Regions from separate parts of the Mus musculus genome. Here region 2 is linked to region 1. A link is a contact called in public HiChIP or PLAC-seq data. All regions are on one chromosome and are shown on one strand. Each heading gives the region's core, a stretch centred on a gene start, on an enhancer-like site or on the middle of the called end of the contact. The rest is flanking DNA. Distances are from core to core; before and after follow the strand shown. Region 1 overlaps Crtc3 (CREB regulated transcription coactivator 3). Region 2 overlaps Iqgap1 (IQ motif containing GTPase activating protein 1).

Region 1 (7,367 bases), core at 2,772-5,271:
GTCACCTCCTCCAGTGCTTCCCTCCATGAGGGACATCCCAGCTGCATGTCAGACTCTGCAGCCAAGCTAAGGACCTAGATAGGAGTTCTGTTCTTACTTGTCTCCATGCCCATCCCCTAGTCTGTCATGGGCTCCAGGGAGTGGCTTCCCCAGGCCAGGAGCCAGAAATGTTCCTGAGTCCTGCCACAGATGTCTCCAGCATCCATCCCCACTTCTTCATCCCTGTGTTCCTACAACACTGCACTCTTCAGTTTGGTAACTCAGCAAGGTCACTTGTCCCTTTACCTACAGCCTCTGCTCATTGCCCCTCAGGTCTGACCACCATACCGTCCTAAGGAAACTGGGTATAACTTGTTATCTTAGCTCCTCCCCTCCCCGAGTCCCCCCCCCCCACCATATCGTTGTTCTCAGCCCTCTATCCAGCCTCGGGTGTTCTGTGCCTGCTTCCCCTGCCCCACCTCCAGTAGTCCCCACCCTCCTAACCTTAACCTTCAGTGGTTTTCAGTCATCACAGTCTCTAGATATACCATGTGTTTTCCTGCCTCCCTTTGCCCCTGCTTTGGCCTCTGCCTAAAATGGCTTTCCTGCCTGGCTCACCTGAATTCCTCAGCTTTCAAATTTAGCTTCCGCAGGGAGGTGGTGGCACACGCCTTTAATCCCAGCACTCCGGAGGCAGAGGCAGGCAGATTTCTAAGTTCGAGGCCAGCCTGGTCTACAAAGTGAGTGCCAGGACAGCCAGGGCTACACAGAGAAACCCTGTCTTAAAAAAAAAAAAAAAAAGCTTCCAATGGCCTCCAGGAAGCCTCCTCCCATCTGCTGGTCACTCCCTCCGTTCTAGATACCGTCAGGCTCTGTGATTGCAGGGGTAAGCTGATCATTTCACACATTGCACTCTTTATGACTGTCTCCTGCTTTATCGGAGTCTCCTATAGGCTCTGATGCCAAGAGTTGTGGCTGGTCACTCTCCACAAGATGTGCTGGGTTGAGTGACCCATTTCTTCTCTGGTTTTCTCCAGCCCGTCCTCTCTCATCAGCCACACTGCTCTATCGTGGATTGAGCTGGGACCCTGCAAGAGCTCCTGACCTGGCCTGCTGCCCCTCTCTGTTCCCTTAAGCCATCTCTCATGCTACAGCCACAGTAACATCTCTAGCTAACACTTGGTTCCCCCTCTCCTATAGTTCAAGACTTAGTCTTCCCAACAACATCTTCCCTTCTGTTTCCTCCACATTTGCCTCTCCCTCTTCACCTCTCAACACCTGCACTGCCTGCACTGCCTCGGCCACACCAGGCATCTCGAGGTTCTATGAGCACCATGTCATGTCCCACGAGTAGCCTTCCTGGACATGACTTTCCTGTCTTCAGCATCTCTTGCTTTTGTGCTCAGTGTTCCTTGTACCTCTTGATTATACTCTAACCACTCCTAGCACAGCATGCTTCCTACCGCATTACAGCTGCCTGCTTGATTGTTCTGTTGCTCCTTCTCTGGACTCTAAGAACACAATTCCTTCATGAGTACCAAGAAGCCTTGTCCTTGAGAGGGCTCACTCCCAAGCTGCCAGAGTTCTAGAAACTGCAGGGACCCACAGCACACATGTACGTGTGACAGTCACATACCCACCTTCCAGTGCAGAACAGGACTGGGTATTGGAAGGAAATATGAACTAAGGAAACTGGGTATATCTGCCAGTCCCAGTGTATGCTAATATAAGGCCCCAAGAATTCTGGGATGTCTATATTTGAATCGATCTATTATAAATAAAGGTATGATTTGCCAAGACAGGAGGATTTATTCCTTTGATTTATAACTTTGGAAGATTACGGCAGGAGCCAGGGTGAGGGCTCACTGGTCAGAGCTTTTGCTGTGAAAGCTTGAGAACCCAAGTTTAAAATCCAGCACCTTTGTGAAAAGCTGGGGGTGGCTGCACACATGGCTGTAACCCTATTGCTATAGAGAGTGGAGACGGGAGGATTACTGGGGCCTGCTGCTTCCAGCCTAGTTCCAGCTCCAGTGAGGCCCAGTGTCACGAGAACAAAACAGAGAGTAACAGAACAGGATCCCTGCCACCCTCCCCTGGCACTGGCATATGTGCACCCCTCCTCCAGCGCACATAGACTAAAACAGATGCAGTGCTAACTTCCATTGCACTCTTGCCCTAGGTGTGCAAATACCAAGGACAGACCCAGCCATGAGCATATACCTTGCTTGCTCATCACTTCTTGGGCTTGCCCTTGTACCTGGTGCACAACGATCAGTCAATGGTTTTAATCAATGAATGGCAATGTTTTCCTTATTTTCATGATTATGGAAACTTGCCTGGAGAGATGGCTCAGTGAGAAAGAGCACTTGTTGCTTGCTCTTACAGAGGAACCAATGGATGACCTACACCACTTGTCACTCCAGCTCCAGGGGTCCAACACCCTTCTTAGTTAGGGTTACTATTGCTGTGATGAAACACCATGACCAAAAACAACTTGGGGAGAAAAGAGTCTTTATGCTTACAGTTTCATATAACGGTTTATCATCAAAAGCAGTGAGGACGGAAACTCACATAGGACATGAACCTGGAGGCAGGAGCTGATGCAGGAGCCATCGAGGAGTGCTGCTTACTGGCTTGCTCCCATGGCTTGCTAAGCCTCCTTTCTTATAGAACTCAGGACTACCAGCCCCTGGGTGACACCATCATAATGATCTGGGGCCTCCCTCATCAATCACTAATTAAGAAAATACCCTACAGGCTTGCCTACAGCCCAATCTTATGGAGGCATTTTATCAATTCAGGTCATCACCTTTCACAGGACTTTAGCTTGTGTCAAGTTGCCATAAAACTATCCAGCATAACTCTCTTCTGCCCTCCAAGGCCACCTGCAGTCCCATGAACACACACACACACACAAATGCGTGCGTCTAATACAAATATAAAGTAAATCTTTAAAAAGTAAAAATTGTTATGTTTTTTTAAATTTATTTATTTTATTTTTATATGAATACACTGTAGGTGTCTTCAGACACACCAGAAGAGGGCATTTGGATCCCATTACAGATGCTTGTGAGCCACGATGTCCTTGCTGGGAATTGAACTCAGGACCTCTAGAAGAGCAGTCAAAACTCTTAACCAATGAGTCATCTCTCCAACCCCAAATTGCTACGTTTTAAAAGTTTTTGAAATTTTAATTGAAACAATATATCCTGGAAGGTATCTAGTTGCCCCAAAGATACTTTTTGTGTATGTGGTTTGGGTAGCAAAAATAATTTAGAGAGCTAGCAAAAGGGACTCTAAATATGATGTAGTATTTTACATTTTATATAGTGACTTACAGTTTGCAAAGTAATCTGTCTCATTTAACATGTAAGGAAATTTCAGGCTGGAGAGATGGCTCAGCGGGTAAGAGCACTGAATGCTCTCCCAGAGGTCCTGAGTTCAATTCCCAGCAACCACATGGTGGCTCACAGCCATCTGCAAATGTATATATCTGATGCCCTCTTCTGGTGTGTCTGAAGACACCTACAGTGTACTTACATATAATAAATAAATAAATCCTTTTTTTAAAAATGTAAGGAAATTGCATTCCAGAGAGGGTAAGCTGACAGACTGCGTTCTCATGAGAGGCACCCCTCATGGGTCTCAGTCATCAGCAAGGCAGAGGCAGCATTTGCATCCCATTTTCCCACAGCCAAATGCATTGTACAAGTAATGCTTTCTCTTCTTTCAGTGCTTTCCCACATAATGGCCAGAACACAGGCCTCTCACCGTTCCTGGGCACCCTGAACACCGGAGGGTCGTTACCAGATCTAACCAACCTCCACTACTCAGCACCCCTGCCAGCCTCCCTGGACACCAGCGACCACCTCTTTGGTAGCATGAGTGTGGGGAACAGCGTGGGCAACCTTCCAGCTGCCATGACTCACCTGGGGATAAGAACCTCCTCTGGTGAGTAAGGGCCTCAGCTGTGTCCCCTGCTGTGTGTGTTTGGTGCACCACTGAATGAGAGCCACCACATCCTTGTACTGGCTGGCTTCTGCTCTAGGGGCCCCATTTCTGCTTGTTTGATAAGCTCTGGAGCAGCTCTGTCGCGCCTCCTTCTTCACTGTCGTCACGAGCCCATGTGTGCAGAGAACTTGGGGAGGAACGTTTGGGAGTGGAGAAATAGGTGCCACCCCAGAGCGACGTGCAGTTCGTATCAGCATATGGTGATCTCTGATCATTTCATCCTTCCTGAGCTCTCCCCAGTTCCCCACTGGACTTCAAAAGGACAGTATCTTAAATTTTAGAAAATGTACAGTGGGTATGATGGAAATATTTATACTTAACATGTAGATGAAGTAGAAATCTACAAAAGTTCAAAACTATTCAGGTGTTCAGAAGTGCTTAGGGATGTGGTACTGTCTGTAGTCAGGTTCCTTGTAATATGATGTAGTGTTACTGTGCAGGCTTGATTGTCCCCAGCCCAGACCCTGTGTTTCCGGAAAGATGACTTGAGGTTGAGCCAACGCTCCTCTTGTCAGCACCCAGAGCAGGTGGTACCCCATCCTCCATCCACCCCAGTTCATGGTGCCTGCCAGAGATGGTGCTGAGGAAAGTTCCATCTAGAAAGGCCCCTCAGTGGCCGGACGTCAGTGGGGGAAGTGGTTGCTGGTTTCCACTCTGTTTCACTGAGGCTCACCAGGCAGAGCAGAGCCTGCCCACCTGGGAATGGCCCCACAGGGTTCCCTGCCTTGGCTGCAGTGGGGCTGCAGTGGGGCTGCAGTGGGGCCGTGGGCTCCTGCTGAGCAGCATGGCTTCAGCTCTGCACAGCTGGTTGCAGAGCCCACTCTTACTTTTATTTCAGGAGGGCATTTCTTGAAGGAGGTGCCGTTTAATAATAAACTGTCTTGTATCTCTTAAGGTGAGTTCTGATACTTTAGAAATCAAGTCATGTGTGTGCAAATTCACTGTCAAGAGTGAGTTCTGAAGCCACATGGCACTGTCTTTGATACAAGATATTTCAGAGTGTTCCGAGGGGCCTGGGTTGCACTTTAAGAAGACATCGGTCTCATGATTCTGAGTTTCTTTGATTTATTTCACAACAGAAACTCAAACCCATTAAGAGTTCTAGATTCAGAATTACCCTTTTAGATGAATTCTCTCTCAGTGAACAGTGATACCCAGCGTCACTGAAACAAAACACCATCGCCATAGCTCCCTCGGACCTTGAAGAAGCTGGCACTGTAGGCTTTGTTTCTAGCTGAGAACCTCGTGTTCAGTCATTGACAGTTACCCTCTTCCACACACATCATTTTATGTAGAACACCACTTAGCTTTATAGTGTCTCCACCTTAAAAAATGTATGGTACAGAGGCTACAGAGATGGCCCATTGGTTAACCCTTGCCTCTCCTTGCAGAGGACCCAGGTTCAGGTCTCAGCACCTACACGATGGCTCAGTATTCCCTGTAACTCCAGTCCCAGGAGATCTGTTGCCCTCTGTTGGCTTCTGTTAGCACCGGGCATATATGCAGTGCACATGCATACATGTAGGCAGGCACTCATACACATAAAATAAAATTATGTATATATCATAAAAATATAGAAAGCTATGGCAGGTCCATCACAAATTTCCTGCCAGCCTAAGTGTCTCTTCTTCCCTCCCCTCCCCTCCCCTCCCCTCCCCTCCCCTCCCCTCCCCTCCCCTCCCCTCCCCTCCCCTCCCCTCCGTTCCCCTCCGTTCCCCTTCCCTTTTTCTTTTCTTAAGCCTGGAATACATGCTTTTGAAATATATTTAGACTTTCTTTTTGAATGAGACTTCTTTTATAATTGAATTCAGATCTCTAGCTCTCCTTACAGTTTAAGCTACCGACATCTCACCTTTTCTTAGACTAGCTGTTGTTGCTGCTGTTGCTGTTGCTGTTGCTGTTGTTGTTATTGCTATTGTTGTTGTTTTGTTTGTGGTTCAAGAGATTGAGCCCAGGACCTTAGGAATTCTAAGCAAGTTCTCAGCCACTGAGCTATCTATCCTGACCCCACAGACAATTTTTTAAAAAAATCAACACTAACACACATTTCTGCTTCTTAACTTTTAGCACAGAGCAGTGGACTGAACTAACTGCGGGTGTGACCTGTCAAAGCAGCAGCAGCAGCTATCTTGTTCACTAAGAGGTGCTGTTTGTGGGTGGCTTGAGCCAAGCACCAAGGATCCAGCAGGGCACAGGACAGGGTCTCTAGCTTCCTGGACTATGGAGACACCACTGCAGATGGTCTTGCTAATACTAAGATTCATCCCCCTTCACCTCAGAGAAACAAGAGACTAGCAGAAATGTCCTTCCCCCTGAGTTGGGAAACACTTTTAACAGTTTATAAGGAAGCCAAAATCAAAGAGTGGACTTTAAGGCTGAGAGGTCTAGGGGAAGTATGTTCTCCGACGTTCATAGAGGATCCAGATGCTCATAGAGGCTCTGAGTAGGCTGTTGTCCAGCCTGAGGTTCTGTTCCCTGAGGTGAGCCTGAGCTCACTCCACCCAAGCCTCCCCAGGGACGGTTGTGTCAATCTTCTTCCGCTTTGGGCACACAGATTCTTTTCTCATTCAAGCTGGCTGCTTGGCGGCAGCTCTCTAAATATGGTTTCTTTTCCTTGTCACTGGTCCACCTGAGACATTTTCAGTAAGAGAGCTGCCCAGAAGCTCTCGCACATAGAGAGTGACTGTGCAGCTAGTAGGAACTTTGCTTGACTTTTTGGAAAACCAAAGCTTTGATCCAAAGTCACCAAAAGATCCTTGTGACTCCGTTATCTTTCAGGTCTCCAAAGTTCTCGAAGTAACCCTTCCATCCAAGCCACACTCAGTAAGATGGCACTCTCCTCGTCCCTCAAGTGCCACCCGCAGCCGTCTGTGGCCAACGCCTCTGCTCTGCACCCCTCCCTCCGGCTCTTCTCCCTTAGCAACCCGTCTCTTTCCACCACAAACCTGAGTGGCCCCTCTCGGCGCAGGCAGCCTCCAGTCAGCCCTCTCACGCTCTCTCCTGGCCCTGAAGCACATCAAGGCTTCAGCAGACAGCTCTCTGCGACCAGCCCACTGAACCCGTATCCTGCCTCCCAGGTGAGAAAGATGCTTCTGCAGTATCTCCAGTCAGCAGGCTGGGCAGTCGACGACCTAACTTCTCTGGGCTGGTCAGGATCTGGTCAGCGTTGTCACACTGCGCATCCCTGAGATGCATGCAGTCCCTTGCAAGTGCATGCTTCTCTTTTTCCCAGAATAAGAGAGAAGGGGTGTGCATTTCTGATTTTATAATAGCAGGTTTGTGATGTTTATGCCTGAAGTGAATATTAAACTATTTTTAGTCATTAACTCATAAACTTGGGCCTGGGGAAAGGGCTGGGGTTTACAGAATGAAAGGCA
Region 2 (6,609 bases), core at 1,038-3,537, 170 kb before region 1:
GAATTTGAGGTTCATGGAGCGGCCCCATGCCGGTGGAAAAGGTGGCTTTTGTCCTCTGCTTAAGGTCCCAGCCGCAGCTGGAAGCCTGTCTGTGCTGAATGTGTTCGAGAGCGGTCTTACATTTGGTTCAGGAGAGTAGAAACTGAAGTCCACAAAGGGTTTCTGACCGTCCTTTTCTCCTGTGCAGGTGGATGGAAGCATGCCTAGGTGAGGACCTGCCGCCCACCACAGAGCTAGAGGAGGGCCTTAGAAACGGAGTCTACCTTGCCAAGCTAGGGAACTTCTTCTCTCCCAAAGTGGTGTCCCTGAAGAAAATCTATGATCGAGAACAGACCAGATACAAGGTGAGTCCTTTGCTTGGTGCTTAGAATATAACTGTGAGCGTGAGAGGGTTAGCACGCGTGTTCTGTGCGGCATCTGTGGAGAAGTCCATGCAAGGTGTGTGCTGGTTCCAAGCAAAGCCCACCTTTAAGAAGCCCAGAGTACAGAGTAGCACACAGTGAGCACTGCGGAGACGCTGTCAGCCAAGCGGTTCTGGTAGCACGTTAATTAATTAATTTCTCAGTCCTGGATGATTTATATTTTCATTCTTAGAAAGTAGAGGAAGTGACTGGGGGGAATTACCATTGTCACGGAGAACTAGGCACTGAAGTGTAGCTATGGTGACTTTGGGAAAATTCCTCCTGCAACGCTGGAGGAGTTCAAGATAAAATGAGAAAGAGCCTTAATGTCAAAAAGCTTAAGTGAGTGGACGGACTGAGTCTGTGGCCATCCGGGAAGAGGAAGAGGATGGCTGGGATGTTGAGAAGGACCAGATTTCCCATCTCTAGAGCCCCTGACAGGAACTTGCCCCTGGATTAGTTTGAAAGACAGTGGAGGATTGCATAGCCAGAGTGAAACGAGCTGACTTTCAGGACTGAGCCGAAAGCCACATGAGCTTAAAGCTACAGACTGTGAAAATGGTTTTTATGTTTTAGGTTTAAATTCATGTCAAGGAGGTATAGGTCCTTAGCCAAAAATCACTATATGTATTGATCATCTGAAATGAGAACAATCAGAGTAAGAATGATTAATGTGGCCCACAGTTCCCTGGGGTCTGTGGTCATTTTGCTCCAGTCTTTCTTGGCTATAGCAGGGAGCAAAGCTCACAAGACTTGCCTCATGGTGGCTGAGGAGTGAGGGGACTAGGGGAATAGGACACTGAACGAGTGACCCACTCCCACCCCGCCGGGCCAATCAGCTATGAACTTAGTCAATGGATCAGTCACTGATGACGTTAGGACCCTCATCACATTACAGTCACCTCTTTGCACTGTTAGCTGGGGACTATCTGCTCAAACCCCACACTAGCCTCCATGGTTTGTGTGTGTACCTTCTCGTCAGGCTCACAGCAGATGCATGAAACCACTATAGATGAAGTGACTCAGACTGCAAGGTTGAATGGCTTGCCAACTGTCACCAGCAGATGTCTACGCCCGAGAACAGAGTCTCGGGTAGTGTGATTCCAGACACCAAGCTATAAGCACACTGCTGAGGGAGGTTCACCAGGCAGTTTCTAAGTGAGAGGAGGGCAGAGCACAGCTTCCTGGTACTGAGATGGGAGTGTAGTGACGCTTAAGGGAGGGAATGGTGTAGCAACTCACAGCACATAGCGCTTGCCAACAGCGGATGCTCTTGTGCTTGCTTCCAGGCTACCGGCCTCCACTTCAGACACACGGATAATGTGATTCAGTGGCTGAATGCCATGGATGAGATTGGGTTGCCTAAGGTAAGCTGCGGTACCCACCCGTGCCGCTGCCAATTGGCATAATAGCTCTCATTCAACCTGCAAAATCATTCTGCAAAGCAGTCGGTGATCTGTCTGTCCTTCCTTCTGTTCTTCCTTCCCTCCCTTTATGCCTCTCTTTGTTGTTTTTGGGATAGTAGCTCAAGCTGTACTCTAGGCTGGTTGGAACTCACAATGCTTCTGCCTCAGCTTCCAGAGACTAGGTTTATAGGTATGCAACACCGTGCTACCTAATTTTGGCCTGCTCCTTCTTAATGATAAGGGTTCTTTTCAGTTTGACTCAGGAAAAGAATATATATATGTATATATGTGTATGTGATATATATATGTATATATATATATATGTTCTAGGTTTTTGGAACTGAGAAAGAACAAGGGTACAGGTGAGCTGTGGAGTGCCGCACAGTGAGTGACCAGCCTCTGGTGCTTAGCAGAGTGAGTGCTCAGGTCTTGGTTACACGTGGGTCTGCTGAGCTGACTCAGATGCTGAGCTGACTCAGACGTGGATTTCCATCTGTGTGAGAGGCCAGCTTTCATCCCCACTTCCTCAGAGCAAGCTGCTGGGCTGCTCTTCTCTACCAAGGGTGCTTTTGAGATTTCTGTCCCACAAATGTCAGGAAATGCATTGCACCAAGTTGCTATGGTTACCTGGCTTTTCTGTGTACCTATACCTCCTGTTCCTGTTTTCTGTAATGTAAAATGCACACTAGTGTAAACTACTACACTGTGAACCTGTGACTTCCTGCCTTTCATACAGTGTTGTCATCTATGAGTGATGACAATTTAGTGTCCTTTGGATGGTATTTAGAGTGTGTTTATGTTTGCAGTTGCTAAGGTTTTTTGTTGTTTTGTTTTGTTTTATGGTGTCACTAGAGAAGGGCCCAGGCCTTAATGGTAGCTAGGCAAGTGCTCTACCCTTGAGCTGTGTCCTCAGCCTGCACTGGTTGATGTTTTCAGACAGTCTCACTGGGTTTCCCAGGCTGCCCTTCAGCTCACTATGCATCCAGGCAAGCCTTGAGCTTAGTCTCTAAAGTTTGGAGATAACCTAGACCCTTCATCCAGTCCCTCCCCAAACTTTCTCCATTTATCTGAAATGCCTCTTTTATCCATCCACCATCACAACAACTTTGTAGCCTGCTTCTCCAGCTTCCTTCTCTAGTGAGTCAGCATAGCCTGGCTCCCGCCTCCTGTGCGCTCTAAGCTCTGCTTTTATCCTTCTCTCCAAAGCCAGGCTCCATCCTTGTCCCACTGGTGTGGCTTTGGACATGATAGCAATCGTCTGATTTCACCCTACTTAACTACCTGGTTTCTGTTACTCTCTGCCTTGCAGAGAGCTTTAGGCTCTCTCCTCACTCTCCTGCAAATGTTGATGTTACTGCTGTGTTCAGGAAGATCTTTTCCTGAGGTCTGGTCTGTCTTAGTAAAGGTCTTTCTTTATTCCTTTCCTGATTCTTCTAACCAATCCATTCAGTCTACTTCTTTGATTTCTTCCTAGATTTTTTACCCAGAAACCACAGATATCTATGACCGGAAGAACATGCCAAGATGCATCTACTGTATCCACGCCCTCAGGTAACCAGGGCTTCTTAGCAAAATAAGTCACCTAAGGATAACTGCGCAGTCCAGCGTGTATTTTTTGTCTGTGCTGCAAGAATGAAAGGGGTTTTATATCAACTCGAGGATTTTCAAACAGAATAGAAGGCTATTATCCTTACCGAAACACCTGTGTTTTTCTAGGGAGCAGAGAGAAGGGATTTGTTTATCCCCGTAATATATTATTGTTGCAGAAACACGGTATTAGCTTTCATTTTTTTTATCTGGCACCTCTCTGAACTCTGCATCTTAATCAGGGTGTGATGTCCTTTATCCATTCAGCCAGCTGGGACCTTCCATTGTTATTTGTTCATTCAACAAGTAATTTTTATACCAACACAAATATGATAGGAAGTAAAGCATAATTTCATGGAAAATGACTTAATTGCAAGTTCCCACTTCTTAGAACCAGCAGGGTACTGAATTAGCAAGAGACAGGGCTGTGTCTGAAGAGAGGGTAGGGGAGAGGAAGATAAACACTTGGGTAGTTGGGAATGGTGGTATAATGTGTTATCCGATTCCTTCATGGCTCTAGGACTGGGAAAGGTTGGGGAGGAAGTGGGACGTGAGGGTGAGATTTGTTTGCTTGGATTCCGCTTGCTATATATATATAGCCTCAGTGTTAATTTTACAAGTGAAAAGGATAGCAGGGACCTGTAAGAAGCCGCTTATCTCATACCTTCTTCCACCGAGCTGCCCCATCTCAGTGCTTTTATGAAACTTGGGTTGGAACCTAGGTATCACCAGCATCATTGTGAGCGTGCAGAAGAGTGACTGCAGGTGGCTAGTACATTTCTGTGTTAAGAGCGTAATGAATTCAAATGCTTGTGTCTGAGCCAAAGCCTGATTAATTCTCGGCATTGTGATTGGCTTGGTGTGCTGAGGTCTGTCTGGCGATAACCTTGTAAAGGCCATGCCTACAGTGGCTGTCTGAACTTGGCAAGCACGGGAGGCTAAGCTGGCAGAATTCCTCTCTGCTCCTTCTGTAGCCTCTGATGTAGCCTGCGTCCCAAGCCTTCAATTCTTTGAAATACAGAGATGAGGAGTTCCTGTGCCTTCCTAATGATGGGATCAGAACAAAGGGAGGAAGTCCGCCATTGTTCTCCACTGCTCTTGCTTATGCAGTCTTTGCTTAGAAAGCACAGGCAGGGCAGAGTGTTCTGGCTTGGGATTCATGGTTTCTTTCCTCCCACTTGGTGTTTTTCCTGAAAGGTAAGTTGGCAGCCCTTGGTTGTATGCAGGAAGAGGGTGTTAACCACTCAGGACCTCAACAGCAGCTCTCGGGACAGAGTACCACCTCACTGCTGTGTGGGACTGTGTGGGACGCCCTCTTCCTTTGGACCAGCAGTAACACAGGACCCTCCCTCCCCCAACTTGATGTAGTGCTGGAGTCTTACCCACACCTGGCCCGTGGCAGGCAAGTGTGCTGTCACTGAGCTATGCTCTGGCTCTGTACCAGAGGTGGTTGTTCCATCGCGGTGGTACTCAGTTGTTTTGTGGCTGACGTTCCGTTCTCTGGGGTGTGTGTGCTTTCCTTTCTTTCCCTAAGATTTTATCCTTCTGAGCCCTGATGCTAGCCTGGAGTTAGAAGGATCCGTGTTCTAGGTCATCCTCGGCTACATAGTGAGTTCCAGGCCAGCTAGGACTGCAGAGTGAGACCCCACCACCACCATCACAAAGGAAACCAAAGTAAAACCCCACTGATTCTGATTTTGGTGTTAAATAGGCCCATAATCCTTTACCTTACATTAAGAAAAATAAAAACCCTTCATGTTGTGAAAATTGAGTTTAAGTTAGTGTGAGTTCATTTGTTGCTAAAACCTGGTAAGAATTAACTGAGATTATCTAGAATATTTATCTATAGGCATGGTTATTTTGGAAGATACCTGGATTTATAGATTAGCTGCAAAACTGTGGATGACCCTGTTGCACTTTTTAAATTTATTTGAAAATTATTTTATTTTATATGTGCACAAGGGTGTGCAGGTCAGGTTCAGGGCATAACTTATAGGAGTCAGTCGGTTCTTCTACCATGTGGACCCTGGGGGTTAACTTCAGGTGTGGTGGGGAGATGCCAGGCCAGAGCAGTGGCCCCTTCTGATGTGGTGTGTTTGTTTTGTTTCTGTGTCTTGCTGAGCCACTGTCTGTAATGTCGTCTGATGTCTTCTAATTCATTGATTCTGATCTGCCTGAGCACTAGGACCAACCCAATAACACAGGCTTACAGGCATTTCTCTCTCAACGGTGGGTGGGTGAGGTTTGTCTTTCCCTTCATGGAGTCTAGAGTCCTGTTAGTCTCTAAAGAACAAAGATAAAATAGCACAAACTCTTAATTAACCTGCGTTGAGCTTCTGTGGCAGTGACAGGAATTCTCACTGAAGCAAGAGTCACTGTCTGAGTCATTTTCATGAGGCTTGTTTAAAATGTCTTATTACCTAAAACTTACGAGTGTGAAGGACTTACTGGTGTGAATACCATGTTATATTAACATCTATGTCTCGGCATACATTAGCTTTGGGCCACAACTGGGACATGAAATTCCAGCCTAAGGGAAATCTTTCATCCTATTGTACCTCTCACTGTGACACGAAAGTATGCTGGGGTAACAGTCCCGGTGAGGGGGGCCTCTCTTCTCAGTCTCACCCCTCCACCTGAGCTACAGCTGCTGTGGCACGAGGCCTCACTCTTTGCATGTTGGTGTCTTCTAGTTTGTACCTGTTCAAACTGGGCCTGGCTCCTCAGATTCAAGACCTGTATGGAAAGGTTGATTTCACAGGTAAGGAGTTCAGAGGCTTGTGGAAAATGTATGACTCATTCGGTAATCGCCTGGAAAGTTCAACAGTGCCTGTCTTAAAGGAGAAGGGCTCTAGGAAATACTCCACACGGAAGGTGGGCGGAACATAAGTGATCTGCCCTTGTCAGTGTGGGGGGAAGAGCAGGGCCTGGGAATTGCAAACTGCTCTTTCGCTACATGGGGACGGCTGGTGGATTTAAGGTTTTTGGTTTTTTTTTTTTTTTTTGGTTTTTGGGGTTTTTTTTTGTTTTTTTTTTTGTTTTTTTTCCCCCGAGACAGGGTTTCTCTGTGTAGCCTTGGCTGTCCTGGAACTCACTCTGTAGACCAGGCTGGCCTCGAACTCAGAAATCCGCCTGCCTCTGCCTCTGCCTCCTGAGTGCTGGGATTAAAGGCGTGCGCCACCACGCCCGGCTGGATTTAATGCTTTTATACGTAC

The links. HiChIP or PLAC-seq counts read pairs in DNA pulled down with a chosen protein or histone mark.
Region 2: a FOXA1 HiChIP or PLAC-seq map of pancreatic cancer cells shows a contact between it and region 1. The contact joins two enhancer-like sites. A contact is called at or near these places in 1 of 115 datasets of contacts at active chromatin or transcription factors (pancreatic cancer cells) and 2 of 9 other capture datasets (adipose tissue and liver).

Annotation. Positions count from the first base shown.
Region 1 is chr7:80,595,310-80,602,676 of GRCm38.p6, reverse strand. Crtc3 (CREB regulated transcription coactivator 3) reads left to right here. Exons shown (of 15, transcript NM_173863.2): 10 at 3,713-3,930; 11 at 6,769-7,067. Among named protein-coding and RNA genes, the nearest start is that of Gm15880, 37 kb to the left of the region's middle. Within about 2 kb of position 4,021, at least 21 of the 459 cell types and tissues checked have an H3K27ac peak or open chromatin away from gene starts, as enhancers often do. A contact at or near this core is called in pancreatic cancer cells, where this site is marked.
Region 2 is chr7:80,762,044-80,768,652 of GRCm38.p6, reverse strand. Iqgap1 (IQ motif containing GTPase activating protein 1) reads left to right here. Exons shown (of 38, transcript NM_016721.2): 3 at 188-344; 4 at 1,691-1,768; 5 at 3,282-3,358; 6 at 6,088-6,155. Among named protein-coding and RNA genes, the nearest start is that of Iqgap1, 38 kb to the left of the region's middle. Within about 2 kb of position 2,287, at least 139 of the 459 cell types and tissues checked have an H3K27ac peak or open chromatin away from gene starts, as enhancers often do. A contact at or near this core is called in pancreatic cancer cells, where this site is marked.